2 separate regions of the Triticum aestivum genome follow, and region 2 is linked to region 1. The links are chromatin contacts, called in public Hi-C maps. All regions are on one chromosome and are shown on one strand. Each heading gives the region's core, a stretch centred on a gene start, on an enhancer-like site or on the middle of the called end of the contact. The rest is flanking DNA. Distances are from core to core; before and after follow the strand shown.

What was found. Hi-C and Micro-C count contacts between places; a contact is called where the count stands out from the background.
Region 2: a Hi-C map of leaf shows a contact between it and region 1, with 2.5 times the contacts expected there. The contact joins the promoter of LOC123180146 here to the promoter of LOC123180145 in region 1. A contact is called at or near these places in 2 of 5 Hi-C or Micro-C datasets (both in leaf).

The regions. Positions count from the first base shown.
Region 1 is chr1D:40,023,135-40,028,163 of IWGSC CS RefSeq v2.1, forward strand. LOC123180145 (ribonuclease II, chloroplastic/mitochondrial) reads left to right here and starts at 1,494. Exons shown (of 14, transcript XM_044592114.1): 1 at 1,494-1,805; 2 at 3,049-3,208; 3 at 3,758-3,871; 4 at 3,946-4,023; 5 at 4,102-4,230; 6 at 4,909-5,029. The coding sequence starts at 1,597. TRNAE-CUC (transfer RNA glutamic acid (anticodon CUC)) reads right to left here and starts at 1,277; the gene lies at 1,205-1,277. LOC123180144 (a long non-coding RNA gene) reads right to left here and starts at 895. Exons shown (of 3, transcript XR_006490729.1): 1 at 583-895.
Region 2 is chr1D:40,223,150-40,227,781 of IWGSC CS RefSeq v2.1, forward strand. It overlaps LOC123180146 (protein Rf1, mitochondrial), which reads left to right and starts at 2,165. Exons shown (of 7, transcript XM_044592117.1): 1 at 2,165-2,677; 2 at 3,094-3,193; 3 at 3,271-3,315; 4 at 3,815-3,931; 5 at 4,081-4,196; 6 at 4,275-4,505; 7 at 4,621-4,632.

The DNA.
Region 1 (5,029 bases), core at 244-2,743:
TGTGTAATAGCATAGTGATGCATATAACAATAAGAAATTTCATTACACAGAATTAATTTCAATGACAGCCAGTAACAAGCATACTTAACATAGTTACCACCATTACATATGAAGCTACCAATTAAGTTCTAACAGTACTAATATTATGTGAAACAGGCTTGAGGTACCAGGGAGCCACCCTGACATGGTTGACGCCTTGCGGCCGTTCCCGGCTCAGTAAACAGCTCTGAACATATTAATTACCGAGCCAAAGTACATGGCGACTATAATACAAGCACGGTAAGCATGAGATTGGCAGCTGCAAGCAGCAGAGCGACAACTACAAGCATTTGGGAACGGGATGCAACGGTGGCTTGAGGACTTGATTGACCAGCACGGTCTGCATCGGTGGCAAAGACTGGATATGCGCCTGGATGGGAGGGGGACTATCTGCACACGGGGTTGGTTGGCATGATGGACCATCTACAGGGCTTGGTGATGTCGACTTGCTCCTAAGCACGGGCAAGCCGAAGCGTATTCGTGTGGATCTGCGAACTCAGCTCTGAAACAAGAACAAGAACAAGAAATTTCAGATCTGCTTACATCGTATTTTCTACACTTGTAGAACCGATGACCCGCCTTGTCTCCCGTCCTTGCGACGTTCGTCGCGTCGCGATCTCGTCGCCGCAAAAAGGATACGGGTTGAGAGGGAGCAGGAAGTCAGCTGGGACGGTCAGAGAGAAGGAAGACGCCACAGACATGGCGGCAAACGAACAAGGTGGGAGGGAGCGGCGGCGATGGGGATTTCTATGGGGCTGTGTTGATTGTGAGGGGGGGCACGGGTGGGGATGCAATTATCGAGGGCTGGGGCAGGTGGCCGTCACGGATACCGGGTCACAGGCACGGCTCAGGGAGGACCAGGAAAATGCCCGAGCCGGCGAGAACCACCTGGTCCGCACATATAATGCCGGCTGCCGTAGCAATCAATGCGGACAGGGCTGGGTCATTTTTAGATCGATACTTACATATACGACAAAAAATACCAGTACGAGCATAGATCCACATGCGGGCGAACGGGAATGATTTCAGGAGCAGCTGAGCTCGAGCTCAGAAACGAATATTCGGTGTCTTCCCCCTTGTATAATTCATTAATCGATCGTTAAGTTTGCAATGACGTACAATTTCAGAGACAGGAAGCAAACAGGGACGCAAAAAAGCCAAAAAGTTCCGTCGCCGGGACTTGAACCCGGGTCTCTCGGGTGAGAGCCGAGTATCCTAACCACCTAGACTACGACGGATCTGTGGTGTTCCCTCTACAACAAAAGTTTCAAGTTGGTTATTCTCGGCCTTGATCGCCAGCCTCGACGGCCCGGGCTGATTCGGTGCGCTGCACTCGAAATCATCACCCACTAACCAGTGCCGGCCCATGCATCCCCAGTGCGAGAGGCCCAGGCCCAGTCCGCCACAGCAGCAGCCTCGCCCTCGCCTTCCTCTCCCTCCACTCGCGTGCGGAACCGCTCTCCTCCCTTATCGCCAAAACCCCCGGCCGGAGCAGCGGCGAGCAAGGCTCACCGGCGGCACCCCTCCCCACTCCCTCGACCGCGGGCGCGCGCGCAGATGCGGCCGTCGCCCATGGCGGCAAGGGCGGCGAGCGGGTGCTCCTCGGCGGCGCTGGCCTTCTTCCGCCTCCGCCCGCTCGGCCGCGCCACCCGCCTGGCCCCCGCGGGCCGCTCCGCGTTCGGCGCCACTGCCGCATGCCGGGGCCGCCTCGTCGACTCCGTCCTCCAGGAGCTCCGGTCCCGCAGGCGGGTCCGGGTCTCCGCAAGGTAATGCCCCCTTTCGCATTGTAAGAGCTCAGCTGTCTCCTCTCCCAGCGGGTCCGGGTGCATCACATGAGGAGATTTAGTCGTGGAATTGTAGTAGGACAGTGTAGTGGTCTCCAAAGCCATTTCATGTGGGAAATGCACTGTCACGCTGTCTGTTGGAAATGGCACAAGGACTTTAGCTAAATTCACATAGACAATGTGGAGGTTCCCTTTTTCATCGAATTGTGGAATGAGAAAATTGTAGAATGTACACCATCACCATTGACAAGAGCATTACATGACAACACAGACACGATTGCGCATCAACCCATCCCCACCAGACGCACACTACAGGATCACACTTGCTAGATTACCTCCACGGCTCCACCTACAATCTTCCACTAGCGGCACTGATCCTTAATCTTGCCCACGATTAAGCTGGAAGGGCCTTGTTCTTGAACCCACACACCTGTTCCTTTAGCGCCAGACAGAATGGAGGGTGCACAGGTTCACCAAAATGCAGCCCTTCCCGAGTGTAGTTGAGACAGCGTTGTTTGGCACCAATCCACTGCTCGAGAATCGTCACGTCAGGGCCAAGGGCGAGGTGTTGGAACCCGAGCCATTGCAGGGACAGGAACCAAATTTCTCTGACATAGATGCACGGCCAGTCTTGAGAGCACAATGGGCACACTCACTGGTGATGGAGCCCCCTCCTAGCTAGACGGACGATCAGACGTCCAGCTGCGGTTCATCAGGAAAGCCACACAAAAAACATAATCTTCCACAGCTCATGGCACGTCGCCTACCAGAGGTCAGTGGACTGCAGCACCGCCTGAACAGCAAGGCGGCCACGCAGGTCTCTGACCCAACAGTTCCCATCTCGCGCCGCAGCGACCGAGCGGGAAATCACTGTAGGCTTGATGAAGCCAAGGAATTTGCACGCACCTTTTAATTTTAGGTTCTCACAGGTTTATGTTGGGTTTCATCTCTAGCCTACCACAACTTGCTTGGGACAAAAGGCTTTGTTGTTGTGATGATAATTGCGTAGGTCAATGCAATGAAGCTTACTACTGGGCTTCAGATAGTCTTGCCCAGTCCTTTAAGAGAGACAGAGGTTGTGGGTGTACTGTATTGGGTCGGCTCCCTCCTGTGTATTGGAGTCGATCAAACATGATTGTGATTACTTACGTCCATGATTAATATATGCTGGTTTAAAAAAAGACAGCAATGAAGCTTACAGTTAGGATTCTGTCTTGTTCTTCAGGATAGGATTGCAGGGTACAAAGGAACTGTCGGATAGTAAGATAGAGAAGAGAACAATACAAAAAGGATTGCTGCTTGAATTTCACAAAGATTCTGAGAGATCCTTGCTCGCTGTTGTCGAAAGGCCTGATGGGAAGAAAAACTGGGTAGTCACTGACCAGGTATTTAAAGAGGGATAACTAGCCTGTCCAATAGAATACTCAGTGCCTGGTGAATTCATTTCCAAGGATATATTTGTACACTTTTCACAGATGAAAAGACATTACGGATCGATAATTCAACCTAGAGCCCGGGCTCAGATGAGCCTGGTGAACAGTACCTCGATTTGAAATAGAAAAAAGTTCAAAAATTCCAATTTTTTGTTGTGGTGCAAGATGCTTCTGTGCGTGAACTTCGTGCAAATTTTTGTGAAGTTTGGACATTCGAGAAGCTCGTGGCAAAAAAGACAAAAATCAGGCGTGAACAGTGAGATTTTCAAAAGTTTCTCAGACATCCGAAATTTGTCTTTTTTGCCACGAGCTCCTCGAATGTCCAAACTTTGCACGGAGTTCACGCACAGGAGCATCTTGCACCACAACAAAAAATTGGAACTTTTTGAACTTTTCTATTTCAAATCACGGTACTGTTCATGCCCGGGCTCATCTGAGCCCGGGCACCAAATCACCACTCCCAAGATTCTCTTGTGATTTAGCTGCTGATTTTTTGTGCAGAATGGTATCTTATCTTCTATAAAGCCCCAGCAGGTGACATATGTTGTACCTGGTACCATGGATTTTGATTGTTCAAGAATAGCTGAATTTCTCGAGAAAGCGCAAGATCTCTTGGTGAGAAACGTTCCACGAGTTGTAAGTGTACAACATATAATGTGCATCGTGACTGATAATATGGTTTGCTACAGGACCCTACTATCTTGGAATGTGCCTGGATGGAGCTTTCTGAGAAGGACAAATCAGTAACTGTTGAGGAGTTTGCCGATGTAAGAGGTTCATTAGATTTGTTATTCTGTGTCTTTCTCTGTTCAAATCATCAAATGTGACACTTGTGATTTTATCAGATAGTTTATGGCAGCAAGGAGTCTCTGGAAAGCTACTGTGCACACTTTTTGTTGTCACGGGATATTGTGTATTTTGTGAAGGTGGAGAGCAGAGGTTCTTCCATATACCAGCCTCGCCCATCTGCTCAGGTATATTTTCTAAATATATGTGTGATATATATATCGTGTGTTACACACCCTGAATTAGTTTGGCAACCTCATTAATGTTGCAACAATTCCTTTTGAGAAGAATGTAAGGTCGTGATATTTCCTTTAGAACGCTAGCCTGAACTGACCAATCCTTCAACTGTAATCACAATTCAGTTCCATTTTGCCTCTTGTAAGCCTAGCAGTTGTCTTTGTGCCGGTGTGCCCATGGTTTTAGTCTATTTAAGAGCATAGTTTTGCGTGGCGGGAGGCCATACAAATCATCATGTTTACCTTTTTCCTCTGATATGCCAAATGGGTGTTTTTTTTAACACCGATGAAACTGTGTCATTTTGTATTAGAAGAACACCGAGAAGGCGCAGGAAAAAAAAGAAAGGAAACCTAGGCCAGCCAAACCTATAAACTATCCTACACAGGGAACAAAGCCAAAACAAAACAGAAAGAGAGCAAGCAAAACCCTACTGCTACTGCTATAGGGTTTTAATGGATGTTATAGAAATTTGACTGCTAATCTGACATGATTAGTCAGCCAGATGTTTGATTTGAGTGTATTTATCAAGTGTGTGATTCCCTAAATTGCTCTAGTTGCTTCATTTTCTGCAAAATTGTTTCTGCTTTGTGGTGTTCATTGGTAGACTTATGTTTATCATCTGGTAGTAGGTGGATGAACTTTTACGACGGAAGCTTGCTAAAGAGGCCGCCGATAAGGAACTGGAAGAATTTGTCCACCTACTCAAGTCTGCTAAAGCATTGCCTCTAGGCTCTAAGCCTCCAAAAAATT
Region 2 (4,632 bases), core at 915-3,414, 200 kb after region 1:
CCATTGCGGTGAAGCTTCGTGGTGTCGTTGGAAGCCTCCAATTAAGTTGTGGCGATTGCCCCAACCTTGTTTGTAAAGGTTCGGTCGCCGCCTCCAAGGGCACCAATAGTGGAATCACAGCATCTCGCATTGTGTGAGGGCGTGAGGAGAATACGGTGGCCTTAGTGGCTTCTTGGGGAGAATTGTGCCTCCACACCGCTCCAACAGAGACGTACTTCCCCTCAAAGGGAAGGAACTTCGGTAACACATCCTCATCTCCATCTGTTCCACTTTTGGTTATCTCTCACCTTTACTTGTGCAAGCTATATTGTGTTATATCCTTTGCTTGCTTGTGTGCTTGTTGTTGTTGCATCATATAGGTTGCTCACATAGTTGCATATCTAAACAACCTACTTTGATGCAAAGTTTAATTTGGTAAAGAAAAGCTAAAAATTGTTAGTTGCCTATTCACCCCCCCCCCCCCCCCCTAGTCAACTATATCGATCCTTTCAGTAAGTTTACTAAGTATGCAGACATGCCACATCAGTGCATATGCATATCTAACTTTTCTAAGCATACAACCATGGAACATAAGGGCATCCAACAGCAACTTGCAAATTTTCTCCCGCATCCGTCCGCGGACTGGTCCCAGGAGGCCGCCATCCAACGCTGCCCACATACATTTCAACCCGCATTTTAGCTAACCCGACGAAATTCATGCAAACCGACTGGTATTCATCAAAGTTCGGATAGAAAATAGCACAAATCATCCATACATAGCATGAAAATTAAGTCTAGTACAACAATGTCTCAAATTCGACTAGATTTCAGATGTCCAACAACTTTTTCATCAACAGATCATGTTCCACACATACTCCCCCTTCAGCTTCATCGAAATGTGTGGTCACGTAAATGGCCGTCCCCCTGTCCTGTGATATACCACGACAGCGCATGCAAGCTACATAGAATGTGTAGACCAACACTGAGTGAATGAATCAATCAACCAGTTGAGCAAGAGGAAGTAAAACTTACGATCTCGTCCTCTGCCGCGTGCAATGGCCACTTTGCCTCGAGCTGACAAACCACGTCGCAATACTTGGTGCCGCTGGTCTGGATAGTGTAGCAGCGATATGATAACGACATCATGTTGCGTTGTTGAATTATGTACATGTTGTAGGGCGCAATGTGCTTTCATGCATGAAACTTTTCATGCACTTGCTGCCAGAAGGTCTCCCCTCCGCTCCTGCCTACGAAATCCGCGGATACGGCCAACCACGCATCACACAATAACTCATCCTTCACGGTTGAGTACCTCACCATCCTTCGTACTCCCTCCGGTCCTTTCTACTCTGCATATAAGAATTGTCTAAAGTCAAACTTCGTAAAGTTTGACCATATTTATATGAAAAAATATTAACATCTACTCCCTCCGTTCCAAAAGAGATGACTCAACTTTGTACTAACTCAACTTTGCACTAACTAAGTTAGTACAAAGTTGAGTCATCTATTTTGGAACGGAGGGAGTACAATGCTAAATTTATATAATACGAGAACTAAAGTCATGACGCATATAATGTTGTTAATTTCACATTTTGTACGTTGATAATTTTTTCTATAAACTTGGTCAAAGTTTACGAGGTTTGACTTCAGACAAATCTTATATGTGAACTAAAAAGGACAGGAGGGAGTACTCTAAAAAGCGACATAATATTTGAAAATACGCTCAATGACATTTGACCGAACACTTGTCAGGCGTGGTGTCCGCCATGGAGGTCGCCGACAGTAGACAAAGTGTACTTGGATACAAACGGCTTCAGGATGGACAACCCCGTCGTAAAACGGATACTTGTTCGGAAGTGTAGCAAATCTATACCTACCTATACTAATTAGAGACTCCCTAAAAATTTCCACGTTAATTAGAAATTAGGAGCCGTTTATCTGGTGGGACCAAATTATAACGGTGTAGATTAACCCATATATATTTGGTTTCATGTACTCACAACCGTATAGATTAACCCATCTATTATATCCCATATCTTAAAAAAAACAGCCTTTATCTCCTCTCACGTATACACAACCTCCTCTCTTTATCTCTCACGTCTCTATTCTAAAAAAAGGTCTCACGTCTCTCCATCTTATCCTCCCCAAAACGCCTGGCCATCCTCTCCTCTCACGTAAGCATGGCCTTGCCATCTTCCCCTCTCCCAATCTCTCACGTTTCATCTCCTTCCACTCCATCAATACAAAATATCAGTGTTAAAATCGATGCAGGTCTATTCATGGTACCCCGACGATGGATGAAGAGACCTCTGCCACCCCGTCTCTCATCCTGGGCTGGCGTGGAACCAGGGAAAGATTTGGTCATACCCTCCTCTGCTTGAATCCAGGTTCAACCGGCATGCCTCCCCAATGACGACTAGCGCAGGATCCTTTTTTACTAACAACATATGCTTCTCCGCCCGTAGCTTGATCTATGCTCGTAGGTAACGCCGACACCTCCAACCTCCTGGTATCCTCCTTATGTACAACCCTGTCTCCATGCAGCAGCAGCCTCCTCCTCTTTCCACACGCGTCCCCTTCATCCTGCCTTCAACTTTGATCCAATTGCCACCTCTGGACTCTCCTCCCTCGATCTCTGTAATTCATGGTTGCTTTGCTACCTCAATTTCACCACCACCCAAGGGAGTCAATCTGAACGGTACTTTTCCCAATCTCAGTTCCTAGGGTTCACTTTTTACATCATGCGTTCGTCGGCATCAAAGATGGAGTCATGACAGTCGGCGGTGTTCGTAGCCATTGATATATATATATATATATATATATATATATATATATATATATATATATATATATATATATATATATAGTGTTACTATTCATCATCCAGGATGCAGAATAAGTTATTCTTCACCCAAGATAATCTTACGGTCGCTTCCTAAATAAATTACGTTTAGATATAAATAGTTACATGCATATTGATTCAATATGTAAAATTTGGTATAAAAAAACAAAAATATAGGTTATAAGTGTATATATATATATATATATATATATATATATGTTGTGTTCCCAATCTCAGTTTCTAGGGTTCGCAGTTTACATCATGTATTGCAGGCTTTTGTGGGCGTCAAAGATGGATTCACAGCAGCCTACATCGTTAATCGTCATTGCTGTATATGCAGTGTTCAGAACGACGTACATCAACTTTCCAACAGTATGAAGTCAACACGTGATCAAACAGATATTAGATTAGAAGTTGATTTTTTTTTGATTTGGTTTATACTTATGTAGGCATATATTGATACATAAAAGGGATCGTTGAGCATGATCGATGAGGTATGTGATGATATGCATGTGGTATGTACAACTAAAACATTTGTATGCATGTATAACTATGTATTTTTTAATTTGTAGCTCTTGATAGCCGTCCATCTCTCCATATGTGTTTCTTTGCCCTAAGAAGTCTGATGGTTCTTCTCCTACTATTCATTAAAAAAAATCTATGTTTCAGTTCTCTGTACAGAAACTCAGAAATGAGTGAAACCAATGACTTCCCCAGCATAATTTTATCCTAATTGTATACTATAGTAGTATAGTTCGAGCAGGAATTGCGTGTATATGTGACAAGCTTACAATGCAACAAGGTAATATAGAGCCTCTTGGTAGGAGTAGCCATCCTTCTCTCCATATGTGATTCTTTGCCCTAAAAAGTCTGATGGTTCTTCTCCTACTTTTCATTAAAAAAATGTATGTTTCAGTTCTTTGTACAGAAACTCAGAAATGGGTGAAAGCAATAAATTCTCCAGCATGATTTTATCCTAATTGTTTACTATAGTTCCAGTAGGAATTGCGTGTATATATGACAAGTTTACAATGCAACAAGATAATATAGAGACTTATAGAAGCGTTTCTATCTCATGATTTGGCTGTCATACCTACAGGAATAATTCAGGTTAGTGATCTTTGGATACTGATTATATGTTAACAATTTCATGTCAGGAATTAATCATTTGTGTTTCATGCCTTCATGTATAGCGTTTAGCGTATCTATTTGTTCGCCAAATTTTAGACAACCAGGTCAAATCATGATGTTCGATGCAGGTTTATTCATGGTACCCCGATGATGGATGAAGAGACCTCTGCCACCCCGTCTCTCATCCTGGGCTGGCGTGGAACCAGGGAAAGATTTGGTCATACCCTCTTCTGCTTCAATCCAGGTTCAACCGGCATGCCTCCCCAATGACGAGTAGCGCAGGATCCTTTTTTACTAACAACATATGCTTCTCCGCCTGTAGCTTGATCTATGCTCGTAGGTAACGCCGACACCTCCAACCTCCTGGTATACAACCCTGTCTCCGTGCAGCAGCAGCAGCCTCCTCCTCTTTCCACGCACGTCCCCTTCATCCTGCCTTCAACTTTGATCCAATTGCCATTGCCACCTCTGGACTCTCCTCCCTCGATCCCTGTAATTCATGGTTGCTTTGCTGCCTCAATTTCACCACCACTCAAGGGAGTCAATCTGAGCGGTACTTTTCCCAATCTCAGTTCCTAGGGTATATATATATATATATATATATATATATATATGTTGTGTTCCCAATCTCAGTTTCTAGGGTTCGCGGTTTACATCATGTATTGCAGGCTTTGGTGGGC